2 separate regions of the Oryctolagus cuniculus genome follow, and region 1 is linked to region 2. Evidence: chromatin contacts called from public Hi-C data. All regions are on one chromosome and are shown on one strand. The core of a region is the stretch at or near the end of the contact, and the rest is flanking DNA. Distances in the headings are between cores, read along the strand shown. Region 1 overlaps MERTK (MER proto-oncogene, tyrosine kinase). Region 2 holds the start of MERTK (MER proto-oncogene, tyrosine kinase).

What was found. Hi-C and Micro-C count contacts between places; a contact is called where the count stands out from the background.
Region 1: a contact with region 2 is called in a Hi-C map of an unstated tissue, with 4 times the contacts expected there. The contact joins the enhancer-like site here to the promoter of MERTK in region 2. A contact is called at or near these places in 3 of 6 Hi-C or Micro-C datasets (ear pinna, psoas muscle and an unstated tissue).

Annotation. Positions count from the first base shown.
Region 1 is chr2:113,249,235-113,255,197 of mOryCun1.1, reverse strand. MERTK (MER proto-oncogene, tyrosine kinase) reads right to left here. Exons shown (of 19, transcript XM_008254044.3): 19 at 3,852-5,623. The coding sequence ends at 5,149. Among named protein-coding and RNA genes, the nearest start is that of TMEM87B, 23 kb to the left of the region's middle. Within about 2 kb of position 2,452, at least 1 of the 8 cell types and tissues checked has an H3K27ac peak or open chromatin away from gene starts, as enhancers often do.
Region 2 is chr2:113,129,484-113,135,921 of mOryCun1.1, reverse strand. It overlaps MERTK (MER proto-oncogene, tyrosine kinase), which reads right to left and starts at 2,539. Exons shown (of 19, transcript XM_008254044.3): 1 at 2,272-2,539. The coding sequence starts at 2,332.

The DNA.
Region 1 (5,963 bases), core at 1,203-3,702, 120 kb before region 2:
GTTTAGTGACTTGCTTTAATGAATTCTGAAGCTTGTGTTTCTGCTGTAGTGTTTGATCACTGATATCCCTGCTCAGTTGCTTTTTCAGAATTATACTTGGCACCCCTAGGTCAACACAGCATTTTACTAAGCCCGTGGTTGGTCAAATGTTGTGTTTAAGTCTCTTTAGCCAGGAAGACTTCCACGTATTGCTGAAGTGTCTATCGGCAACTTATAGAATATATTCCAAGTTCAGGGAGCTTACAAGTTGGTCTTTTATTCATGAAGCTTGCTGTGCAGCCAGGGGTGAGTAGGTTACTGAATCTGAGTGGGTTAATCATTGTCATCAAAATACAGAGTGTCAGGCTCTATAAAAAGGGATATATATCCTGAATATATAAAATATCTTACAATTCAACAATAAAAGAATAACCCAATTTAAAAGTGGGCAAAGGATTGGAATATGTTGCTACTAAGAAGGTGTGTCACCATGCTCTTTAGGAGGAGAAAGAATAACTACAGCTGGCACCGCGGCTCACTAGGCTAATCCTCCGCCTTGCGGCACCAGCACACCGGGTTCTAGTCCCGGTCGGGGCGCCGGATTCTGTCCCGGTTGCCCCTCTTCCAGGCCAGCTCTCTGCTGTGGCCAGGGAGTGCAGTGGAGGATGGCCCAAGTACTTGGGCCCTGCACCCCCCGTAGAAGTACCTGGCTCCTGCCTTCGGATCAGCACGGTGCGCCAGCCGCAGTGCGCTAGCTGCGGCGGCCATTGGAGGGTGAACCAACGGCAAAGGAAGACCTTTCTCTCTGTCTCTCTCTCTCACTGTCCACTCTGCCTGTCAAAAGAAAAAAAAAGAATAACTACAGAGAATTCTCAAGTTTTGCTTTAAAAGATCTATATACCAAATCCCATTGTAATAAAAGATACTGTCATGAAAATATTCTAATGTAGCAGCCTGTGGTTACAGTTTCTAGAAATAATCATCACATTCAGCTACCAATGAGTTAAGTAATTAAACATGGTCTTCCAAGTCCAGTAGGATGGTCGTTTTGCTGTTGTTCTTGTCTGGAACTTTAAAAGAGAGAAAATGAAATCTCAACATAGGAACACGGTGCCTTACTGAAATGTGCCCTAAAGAAAACAGAGCTTCCCGTTTTCCCACTCGTCAAGCAAAGTGAGTAGGTGTCTTTAGAGAAGTTAAGTTGCTGCTGTAGCTGGTTTGTTTGGGGGGTCAGTTATTTTCCCACAGACTCAGCAGAAGTTCCAACTGGCTGTTGTCATTGACCAGAAGTTAAAAAGGACTTGACTTTTATGAATCAGGACCAGCCTGACCTGGGAGATACCAGACTGTGGTTTGGCCCATTTCCCGAGTGGGGACCTCTGCTCGGTCTGGCGGACTTGGAGGCCAGACAAGGAGAGAGAGAATCTCCTTGTTCTGGGATGGCTCGGAGACCCTCCTCACGTCCCTGTATCCTGTTGGCAAAGCCCAACTGGGGTGGTGGGGGAGGCACTGGGGCCAGCATCAGGAATTCAAGCCCAGGATGAGACGGCCAGGAGCTGCCTGTGGTGACGGCTGAGGACCGCCCTCCCTCACACTGAACTCCCCCACTGTGCGCAGCACCGGCCGAAGCAGAACTCCCCCTGTCTTTTTAGATTTTATGGCTGAATTAATTTGTGTTGTTTTTGGAGGGAGTTGATGACACAATCAGCACTGGGAGTGAGGAGCTGGAGCTGCGAAGGCCCTTCAATGTGGATCGTGGGAATCTCAACTATGAGCTGAAGGCCTAACCCGAAAGTATTTCTAATATGACAAACGTGGGTAGGTTTGCACTACACGAGAGGTCTTCCATCTGCTGGTTTACTCCCAGCGACAGCTGGGCCTGGGGCTGGGGCTGGGGCCAGGTTGAGGCCAGGAGCCCAGGACTCCATCCGGATCTGCAACATGGGTGGCAGGGGCCACAAACACTTGGGCCAGCTTCCGCTGCCTTCCCAGGTGCATTAGCAGGGAGCTGGAACAGCCGGGATGCTGGTGTCACAGGTGGTGGCTTAACCCGCTGCACCAGAACGCTGGCCCCTGGTCCTATTCTTTACCCAAGGTGCTTGTTTGTTGCAGGAGAGAGCACTGATCTGTTCACTGTACACTTGAGGAAAGGGGGGGGGGCTCAAGGAAAGTCAGTTGACCTGCAGAGATTGCCTAAGGAGATAGGGCAGGACTGGCTCCAGCCGGGTCCCTGCCCTGGGCCCTGCGGCCAGCACAGGTGGCAGAGCTCTCCAGGGTTTCCAAACCCTGCTCCTTGCTTCTTCCTTCTGTTCAGAAAGCAATGCAAGAAATAGGAGACAGAAGGAGAGGAGAGGGAGGGAAGAAAAAGAGAGAGAGAGAGAGCGAGCCAGGCAGTTAGTCTCACTCATCCTGTGGGTCACGAGTGCTTCTGCTACTTGTTTATTTCCTTGTCCTCCTGACCTCCCAGCACCAGTCCCAGCCTGGCTCAAGACAATGACTCGACTTGTTTCTTCCTGTTTTCTCTCCTCCTCCACTCTTTGCTCCTTAGAGCCACTTACAAAAGTAACTCGAGTTTACAGGAAACAGAATCTGAAGAGCTATTTTCAGTGGACGGCTCAGAAGTCAGTACCAGAGTCTGCCAATGGCTGGATCATCTGTGCTAGCTCTTTCCAAGCTGTCAAACATTCAGACGTGGCCGAGAAGAATGCTGGAGTTCCAAAGTCCTCAGCGAGATTTGCAGGTGCTGAGCAAGGTCGTCAGCTCTACCGCCTCCAACTGCACTTGTTGTAACCAACGCCTGGCACGTGGCCGTGTGCCAGAGGAAGGGACGCGTTCTGCTGGGTTTGTTGATGTCTCAGCTCTTACACCTGCTATGGCACAGCAGGCCCAGGCTCTCAGCCCTCCTCAGGTTGCATAGAAGATAGTGAGCAAACCGGACTTCCCAGTCCCACATATGGGGGAAAGGGGCAGGAGGCTCACATCACCCCGGGACAAGACGGATGGGAGAGGAGGGAAGCTGCCCACTCCTGCACCCAGCAGCTGTTTGAGATACCTGGGGTCCAGTCCCACTGCTTCCGATCCCAGTGCTTCTGATCTTGTTATTGCACAAGCACTTGGGTCGTTGCTACCCATGTGGGAGACCCAGATTCAGTTCCAGACCCCTGGCTCCAGTGCTTGGGCCCCTGCCACCCTTGTGGGAGACCAGGATGGAGCTCCCCCAGGCTCCTGGCTTTGGCCTGGCCCACATGCAGACATTTGCAGAATGAATCAACAGATAGAAGACCTCCATCTGCCTCACCTTCTGTCACATAACACTTAAAGGAAAACAAAGAATCTGCCCAGCCTGCGGTGTGACAGCCCTCACCTGTGTCCAGTCCAGGGAGCCTCAACATTTGGCCTTGGCACACACTGGAGTCATCCTATAAAGCCTGGGCTCTCCCTTGCCAGCCCCATGCAGTTGGAGTCTTGGGTACAGCCTGGGTATAAAGGATAAAAACACTCCCAGTGGGGGTGGGCATTTGCTGCAGCATTCAGAGGCTGCTTGTGACTCCCAGGCCCCTATCAGAGTGCCTGGATTCCAGTCCCAGCTCCGCCTTGGACCCAGCTCGCTGCTAATGCACAGCCTGGGAGGCGGCAGGTGATGGCTCAAGTATTTGGGTCCCTGCCACCCACATGGGAGACCTGGATTGAATTGCGGACCCCGGGTTTCAGTCTGACCCAGCTCTGGCTGCGGTGAACCCACAGCTGGAAGATCTCTGTCTCTCTGTCTTTCAAATAAATGAACATAAATAAACAAAAAGTTTAAAAAAAATACTAATGAGTCCTTCAAATTCTTGGTAGTCACCATCAACAAGACACTTGGTTTGCACAGGTAGGTAATAAAAATTTTTTATTGATTTTTTTTTTAAATGACCACTCAAAAGTTTTTAACAGTATAAATTATCTTTATCAGATGTAACTTTTTTTTCCCTTTCACCAATAAATGTAATGCTTGCATTTCTTGTAACAATACAGGCTCTTTTCAAACCCTCAGAACGTTTTCACAGTAAGAGCAGCTGGTTCACGCTGGAGATCGGGGTGCCCAGGCTGGCAGCCAGGCCAGGACCGGGCTGTGCGGGCCGCACCCTTGCAGCCTGTGACGACATCGATCCTTGAAGGCTTTCAGAGGCTGCTCCCAAGTGGGAAGCAAACAGGCCTGAAGATGCTGTGGCTGAGATCCGGCGCTCTGCATTCCGGCGCCACCTCTCCTGGCTGTGGACCACGGGCAGGTTACTGCGGCTCCACGAGCCACACGTCACAGCAGCACTGGTACCCGTAGCAGAACGGGGTCCAGAACAAACCAGACAGTGCACAGAGAGTTCCCGAGACCCAACAAGGCCCCGGGCAACAGTGGGATGTGAGCTTGGTGCCCTGCCCCACTGCCACCTGTCAGACCCTTCTACTCTGTAGCTTGCAGCTCGGATGGCATTAAGGATCCCTGTGTACCAGTCCATGGACTCCCAGAACGGGTTTCCCCTGTCTCCCAACAGCAAAGCCAGGAGTGGCACTGGGACCCACACACTGAAAGGAGTCCTTTGCAAAGGCCCTGGGGCCACCGGTGACAGCTATGCATGCCGTGTGCAGTAATTTCAGCACATCCTCCCCCCGTCCATGTTTTATTAGGAAGTCGTCTCAAAAAACTAATCAGAAAACTTCGAATAGTAAATGCATCATTCTTATCCAATACACGATTCATGTCAAAATACCACATTTCTCACAAAACCAGAAGTGATATCAGAGATGGCATTTCATTTTACCAGTATATACATATTTTTTTTACATACAATAGCTGAAAAAAAGATGAAAAAAAAAAAAGAGATGAACTTTAAAAAATAAAACTCTGCAAAAAAAAAAAAAAAAGAACTTTGCACAAACGTTGAGTATCAGGGACCAGCTGAAGCTTAAATGGTAAGATCCGCAAGAGTTGTCATCTTTTATTAAAATATGCTGATCTCTTTCCACCATATACAGACATATACACTTCTCCTTAAATAAATATATATTATGCATTTCTGACGAAGACGGACGTGAAGACGGACACTCAGCTGGTGTTCTGGGGCCATGGCGTTTTACTTGGAAAGAAGACACCGGGCAGGACAGCGAACCTGGCTGTAACCACGCCACTGCTGCTCATATCGGGATGTCCGAGTCTCCGGAGGAGTCATCGGCAAACTCAAGTTCCTCAGGCGGTGGGCTCCCCGCGGGCAGCGTGCTGCGCAGTGACCAGGAGGCCCCGTTCCGGGCGGGTCTGTCTTCCCTCGAAGCGCCCGGGGCCTCCCAGTCCTCGCCGCCCCCGTCCAGGACATACCGGCCCTCCGGAGCCCTGTGCTCGTGGACTTGGGCGGTGACCACGCTGATGGCGGCGCTGGGGTTGCAGGCGGCAATGATGGAGTCCGGGTCGAGGTTCAGGTCCAGCGAGCCGAGGGCGGGCCCCTCGGCCAGGCCCTCGCAGCTCTCCAGCAGAGGGGTGTTGATGTAAAAGACGTCTGCCTTGTCCTGAACCTCGGGCAGGCTTTCCAGGAGCTTCTCCAGCTGCAGCCTCAGCACGGAAAACGAGGGCCGGTCCAAGGGGTCGGCGGCCCAGCAGGAGTACATTATTTCATACCTAAAAGAAAAAGAAAAAGTTACGTCCTAGCACTGCACCCGGGTCCCCCTGTGCCATCCTCCCTAATCTTTCCTCTTATCCCAGCCCAGCCAGCATCCGTGTTATTTTTATGGAAATTGGGGAGGTCTCAAGTGATGGCCTAATAGTCACTGAACTGCTGTATATGTTCCACGGACACTGGACAACAAAACGGCTCTGTTGCCAGGAACAGAGGAGGTATATGGCAAATACATCTACCTCTGGAAATCAGGTTTACTCAAGGTCAGCTTCTTTATTCAGGGGCTGCAAATGTAACCCATAGTCAAATCCAGCTTGCCATCTGCTTTGTAAATAAAGTTTT
Region 2 (6,438 bases), core at 1,290-3,789:
CTTTCAAATAAATAAATAAATAAATATTTTAAAACAACTTCATTATTGGCTAAAATATGCCCTGCTGACTTCCAAAAATCATTTGAGGCCATTGTTATAAAGTCCACAAGAAAAAGGACAACCTAAAAGTTCTCCCTGGGGAAATGCTAACGCTATGTTGGAACACACATTAACTGTGTCAGTTTGGGAGAGAAATGTTAACATTAAAACATTTTAAAAGCAGGGTCTGGTTGGCTCAGTGGGTTGAGTTTAGCTGCACACACGGGTTGGTCATAAGCTACCCGCTCTTAATGCCTTCACTTACATCCAGATGTCTCTCCTCCTCCACCTCCTTTTTGCTGCTCAATGGCACCCCCATCAGAGACAGAGCAGAAAGCCTTGAAATTCCAGCAGTGGCCGTTCACTGCCTCCCAGCTTAGTGCATGTGTGCACGGTTAGGGGCGTGTTCCCCGGTTACAGCGGTGCCTGCACTGTTGTTATTTAACCATTCCTCTACAGCCTAAGCTCTACACACAGTCACATCCCGTCTGTGCCCCCTCTCTGGCCAGCCCTGCACTTAGACCCACGACATACATGATGAAAACCTTACAACTCGATGAAGTCTCTAACTTTTTAGAGTTATTTTAGACTCTAACTATTTAGGGTCATTTTTAGCCACTTTCTCCAGGACTCTCACTTCTAATTCTGCCAATGAGAATTCCATTCTTTCAGCTTTTTACAAGGCAAGAGGGAACACTCACTGGCAGACAGCTCACAGGTAAACTTCGTGATAAAAAAGCAAAAGGTAGAAGGAAAATTGGAGAAACTTTTCCTTCTTCCTGCTGAGTGGACCTGTGAGAAGGTTTTTCATGATCACAGGAATATGGCTGATTGTCATCTACAAAAGTTCTTTACTGCAGCTTAAAAAAAAAAAAAAACTAGAGAATAAAGACAGGCAACTTTTAAACATCCTTCACCGACACGATTGTTCTCATTCCTTGTCCGCTAATTTTTCAGCACATGAGTGGCAGCGAAAACTAACAGCTTTGCAGCAGATTTATAAAAACGGACCTGGCAGGAATGCCGAGGAATTTCTGAGGGTTTGGTGAGGGAGGGAGGGAGGGAGAGAACAGAGCAGCTTTAGTTCTTTGCTTGGTTTTGGCTCCTGATGTTTGTTGCAAATTGTTATGTTGCCCCCAATTATAAACTGTTTATGTAATTTATGTGACTTATTATGTAATTTAATGTGCAAAAGACCTTGTATTGTTCAGAACTTTTTCATTTGAACAAATGAGTTTACAAAGGAAAAAAAAATTCAAAGGGTAAAAAAAAATCTAAATTGCGTGAGTACCAACTGAACTTTCCAGGTATTCTTACAAAACATCTATGAATGGAATAGGTGGAAGCTACTTAACCACATTCGTGGACAAAAGAGACAAAAGCCCCATTCTGGGTGCCAACCGAAACGTGTCAGTTAAAAGCACTTGGGATGTGTTTCTTTACCATTCCTTCTTCCCATTGCTTTTCCTTTGGGGGAAAGTTTCCAGCAAGTTCCTCCCAGCTTCCCAAGAAGCGCTCCGACTTGAACTCTGCGGATCACCCACGCTCCCAACAAGCTGTGGGTGCGAAAGGTCCCCGCCTTCCCCGCCTTCGCCGCCGCCGATGGTCAGTCCGGATCTCAGACTGAAGCGCCTGTGACGACCCGCCGCGGCTCGCGGTGCACCTAGACGCTGCCCAAGCACATTAGGTTCTGCTCCGCCGCGACAGGGGCGAAAAGAATGCGCCCCTTTTCCGGGCCCCCACACTCCCAGCGTGCCTCTGCAGAGGGGGCCACCGCTGTCCTGCGCGGCCAGCCCTGGCGGACCCGCAGCTCTAGCCCCCCCCCACACACCGGAGACCCGCGTAGAGCCCCCAAAACTCCGGGCGCAACTGCGCTGCGCGGTCTCGGGCAAAGTTCTGATTCCGGACCAGACCCCGCCACCTCCTCGGCTCTCCACAGCCGAAAACTGCTGGACGTGCGGTGCGCCAGGCCGAGCTCGATTTCTCCACCGCGGAGAAGGGGAGCCCTCGGCGCCCGCCGGAACGCGCGCCCCAGATCCAGCCTGGGTGCCCTCGCGACACTCGCCGGAGGGGCCGCGGGCGGCGATTGCGTGGGCTCCCCAGCGCCTCACTCCCTCGCACCGTTGCGGGGCGGGGATGTTTGCAAACTCGCCCAGCAGCCCGGTGCGCTCCACGAGCTCCCAGCCGCGAGCCCCCGGCCCCCGGCCCCCGGCCCCGGGTCTGCGAGCTCACCTTCTCTCCAGAGCGCGCGGAGGAAGAGCCCCAGGAATAGCGGCAGCGGCGCCAGCCCCATCCTGGCGCCGCGATCTGGAAACTCCGTCCAGATCGACGGACAGACTGACGTCCCGAACCTGCCCGGTAGCCGGCCAAACGCGCCAGCCGAACAGCCCGGGTAAGCAGGCGCCGGAGTGGCCGCGCCAAGCCGCCGGCTGGAGGCGCCGGGGGGCTGGAAGGGGCGGGCCAGGGGCAGGGGCCGGGCGGACCCGAGCAGGTTGGGGCGGGGAGGGGGCGGGGAGGCGGACACGGAGGGAGGGGAAGGAAACGGCTGGAGCTGGAGTGGGGCGGGCCGGGGCGGGCCGGGGGCCGAGCCCGGGTTAAGCGAAGGTTACTGGAGGTTGAGCGCTGGGAGTGCGGGCGCCGCGGGGAGCGGGGGGGGGGGGGGGGGGCGCTGGAGAGCAGGGGAGGGGCCGACTGCCTGACGGTCCTACCGGGGGTGGGGGTGCGGAGCAGGGAGCAGGAGAGGGGAGAGAGAGTCGAGAGGAGAGGGAGCGGGAGAGAGGTAAAGGGGAGGGAGGCTTGTGGTGGAGTGAGGGGAGCAGAGACCGTGGACGGGACTGGAGGCGGCTCCCAAAATCCCTGGACTGTCCGGCGGTTTAGGGGCCGCAGCACCCCCGCAATCCCTGCTGTGAGGGCGCGCAAAACCCAGGCAGCAACGCTGCGGGCTGCGTTCTGGATGCACTGCTCTCCCGCGGAGCGCCTCCCGGGAACCGCAGAGGGTGCGCCGGCCCTGGCGTCGAGGGCCTCCTGTGGAAGGGTGAGAGGTAGCGAGGGGACCTCACGCAAGGAGCAGATGCGGAGCAGGCTCTGCTGGGGGGCCGCCAGAAGGTGGAGGGGCGCAGGGAGCAGCGGCAGAGACAGCGAATCCCAACGGAAATGTGAGCCACGTTTACCAATGGGACAACTTCCACTCCTGCTTTCTTAATGGAACTCTTGTTAGAACGGATGCATTAGACTTCGCTCCTCGGACGGCATGAGCCAGCTCCTGTCACTCCTCTCCTGCAGACTTCCCAGACACGTCAGGCTCCGGCTTTCGCTGCCAAGGGCCAGAGCCCTGTCGGTGGCCTCCAGGGTCCCACGTGACCTGGTCTCCATCTGCCCTGCTCCCTTGTCAGGCAGTCCCCTGACCTCCAGGTGGGTCTGGATGGACTAGGGTTTTATACATTACACCGAGAGCAGAAGCAAAGTCAGCGTGGTGTCAGCGCCTTGCCTCCCTAGTCCCACAGGGTGGCACCAAACCACAAGGGGCCCGATGCACAGATTCCCGGAGCAGTGAGGCCCTCTGCTGCCGAGCAGCGCACTTCAAACTACAGCCAGGCAGTTTGAGAGACTTCTCCGGAGCCTGAAGCTGTATCCTTGGGAGGAGGAAGGGGAGGGAGTGCAGGGCGAGATGGAGGAAAGGAGGGGGACAGTCCTGTGTTTGGGGGCAGCAAGCAGGTTAGGTATCTGCCTGGGATACCATATGAGCACCAGTTCCAGTCCCGCTGCTCCACTTCGGATCCAGCTCCCTGCCAATGCACCTGGGAAAGCAGAGAAGATGGCCCAAGTGCTTGGGTCCCTGCCATCTACGTGGGAGACCTGGATGCAGCTCCTGGCTCTTGACTTTGGCCTGGCCTAGCCCCAGCTGTTGTGGCCATCTGGGGAGTGAACCAGTGGATGAAAGATCCCTCTCTCTCTCTCTCTCTCTCTCTGTGTGTGTGTGTGTGTGTGTGAATCTCTCTCTGTATAACTCTTCCAAATAAAAAATATCAAAAATAAAAAGTGCGGTGCTTCGTGATAGGGGAGGGAGAGACTTGTGGCAATCTACCCTACAGCAGGGATATGGGACTGCCTCCCAGTGGCTCCTCACCAGGTTCCCATAGCCCTGCTCCAGGAGGAATCACAAGGCAACAGCTAAGATTCGGGTCAGACGATGGTCAGGCCTTGCCTGCACAGCCTGTGTAGATGAGGAAGCTTGCTGGGCATTTCAGCAGAGCCAATCAATGCTTTCCTTGCTTTGTGCACACACACCTCAAGCACCCTTTCACATTGGGCCTTACATTGACTGCTCCTTCTGCATGAATGCTCTTTCCCCAGACACACACCTTCCTGATTAGTTTTCCTTCTTCAAGTCTCTGCTCAAATCGTGCTGGCTCAAAGGCCTGCCTTATGCAATACGCTTTTAGTTACCTGTTGCTGTGTGGGAGCAAAACACCAGCCATTCTGTTAGATTCATGGATGCTGTGATCAGAGATATGGGTGGAGCACAGGGTAGATCAGTTGTCTCTGTGTTTTTAGGCTCAAGTAGTTGTGGCCTAGAATTATAGAAAACAAGGGCCAACAAACTACAAGCTATGAGCCTACTACCTGGCTTTGCATGGAAGTGTTAGCGGAACACAGCCGTTCAGGTTTGTATTGTCTACGACTACTTTGTGCTGTACAGTAGGACTGAGAAGTTGTGACACAGACACCTTGGCCAACTTCTGATCTGAAGGCTCAAGCACTCACATAGGTGCCGCCCACAAGGAGGGGACGTGGAGACTGGGGCTGCAGACCAGAACGTCTCAACAAGACTTCTCCATGGCAGCCTTGGCTTCACGGAAGTCACACATGGCAGCTCAGGGCTCCAGGAGTTAGCATTCCAGTGAGCAAGATGACATGGCATAGCTCCACCTCACCCTTCTCCCTCTCTCCCTCTCTTAAAGATTTCCTTTATTTGAAAGGCTGAATGACAGAGGAGAGAGAGAGACAGAGGAAGCCACTGGTTCACTCCCCAAATGGCTGCACTGATATGGGATGCCAGGGTTGAAGGCAGTGGCTTAACCAGATGTGTCACAATGCCAGCCCCTAACCCTACTCTCTTGATGGAAGCCATCATGACCCTACCCACAGGAAGGAGAACCCTATACCCCATCTTTTGATGATAGACGTGTAAAGAATTTGTAGCCATGTTTTAAAACTTCTACTAGTGCCAAAACCTAGCTAAAATGTGGGATATCAGGTCTACACTATGCATTTTGTGCAAGCCCTGTACCCAGAGGACATTGCAATTGTTCTAATTATTCAGATGGCCAAAACATGAGACTAAAAACACCAGACCCTATATTACACTATGATTCCTGTGCCTCCAGGACCTCTGCCCAAAGACGACATTTGTACAACTTCAACAGGCCAACACTCACCTGGAACCCACACTGTAGGGCCCTCCCTGCTTCCTGGATCAGCTTAGACTTTGTGTGCTACAAGTTAAAGCCTGTCTCAGTCTGTTTCCTGTTGCTTTCACTGAATACCACAGATTAATTTATAAGGAATAAAAGAAGCGTGCGGCTCATGAGTCTAAAGGCCTGGAGGTCAAGGTCAGGCAGCTCCACTGTGGAAAGTCCTTGCTGCTGGGGATTCTGTGTAGACTCAAAGCAGCGCAGGGCACCATCTCTCTTGCTTTTTGTACAAAGCCACTGTCCCGTTGCATCTGGGCACCACCTCTATGGCCTCATTTGACCTCAGTTATCTCCCAGTGTTCCCAGCTTTAAATTCCATCGTCTGGTTAGCTCTCCTCCCTCTTAATACCTCACAATGGGGCTGAAATCCCAACACAAGTTTTGGTGAGGACATTTGACTCATAGCAGAACCTCTACATTCAGACATGGGGTTGGCCTAGGACACTCTGTGAGTGACTGTGTGATAAGAAATGCCCTCATCCTAGTTTCAGTGCCAGAGAGCCATTCGTTCATTTACCATTGTGCAGAGATGGACTAAGCATCTGCTCCACTCCAGGTATAGAGCAATACTGAGGGAGCCTCTATCTCACGGACCCTAGCGCCAGTCAAGGTCTGGGCCACTCTGGCTGTCACCTCCAACATCCTCCTCACAGTCCTCATGAGCCTGGTTTTCCTTTAATGCACCATGCCTCCCACACACAATTCCTGCCTGTCCCTGCGTCTGGAGGAGACAGTCTGTTTCTCTTCTCTAAAGTCTCTGGCTTTGAATCTTAGGTCATCAGACTGTGTCAGCCTTGCTTGTGGCAGCCAGATGGGTCCACTGCTCTTATTCCCTAAAGATTCCACAAACTGTATCATGGTCATTCCCTTCATTTAAGAAAAGATTTTCTGGGGCCAGCACTTTGGCACAGTAGGTCAATCCTCT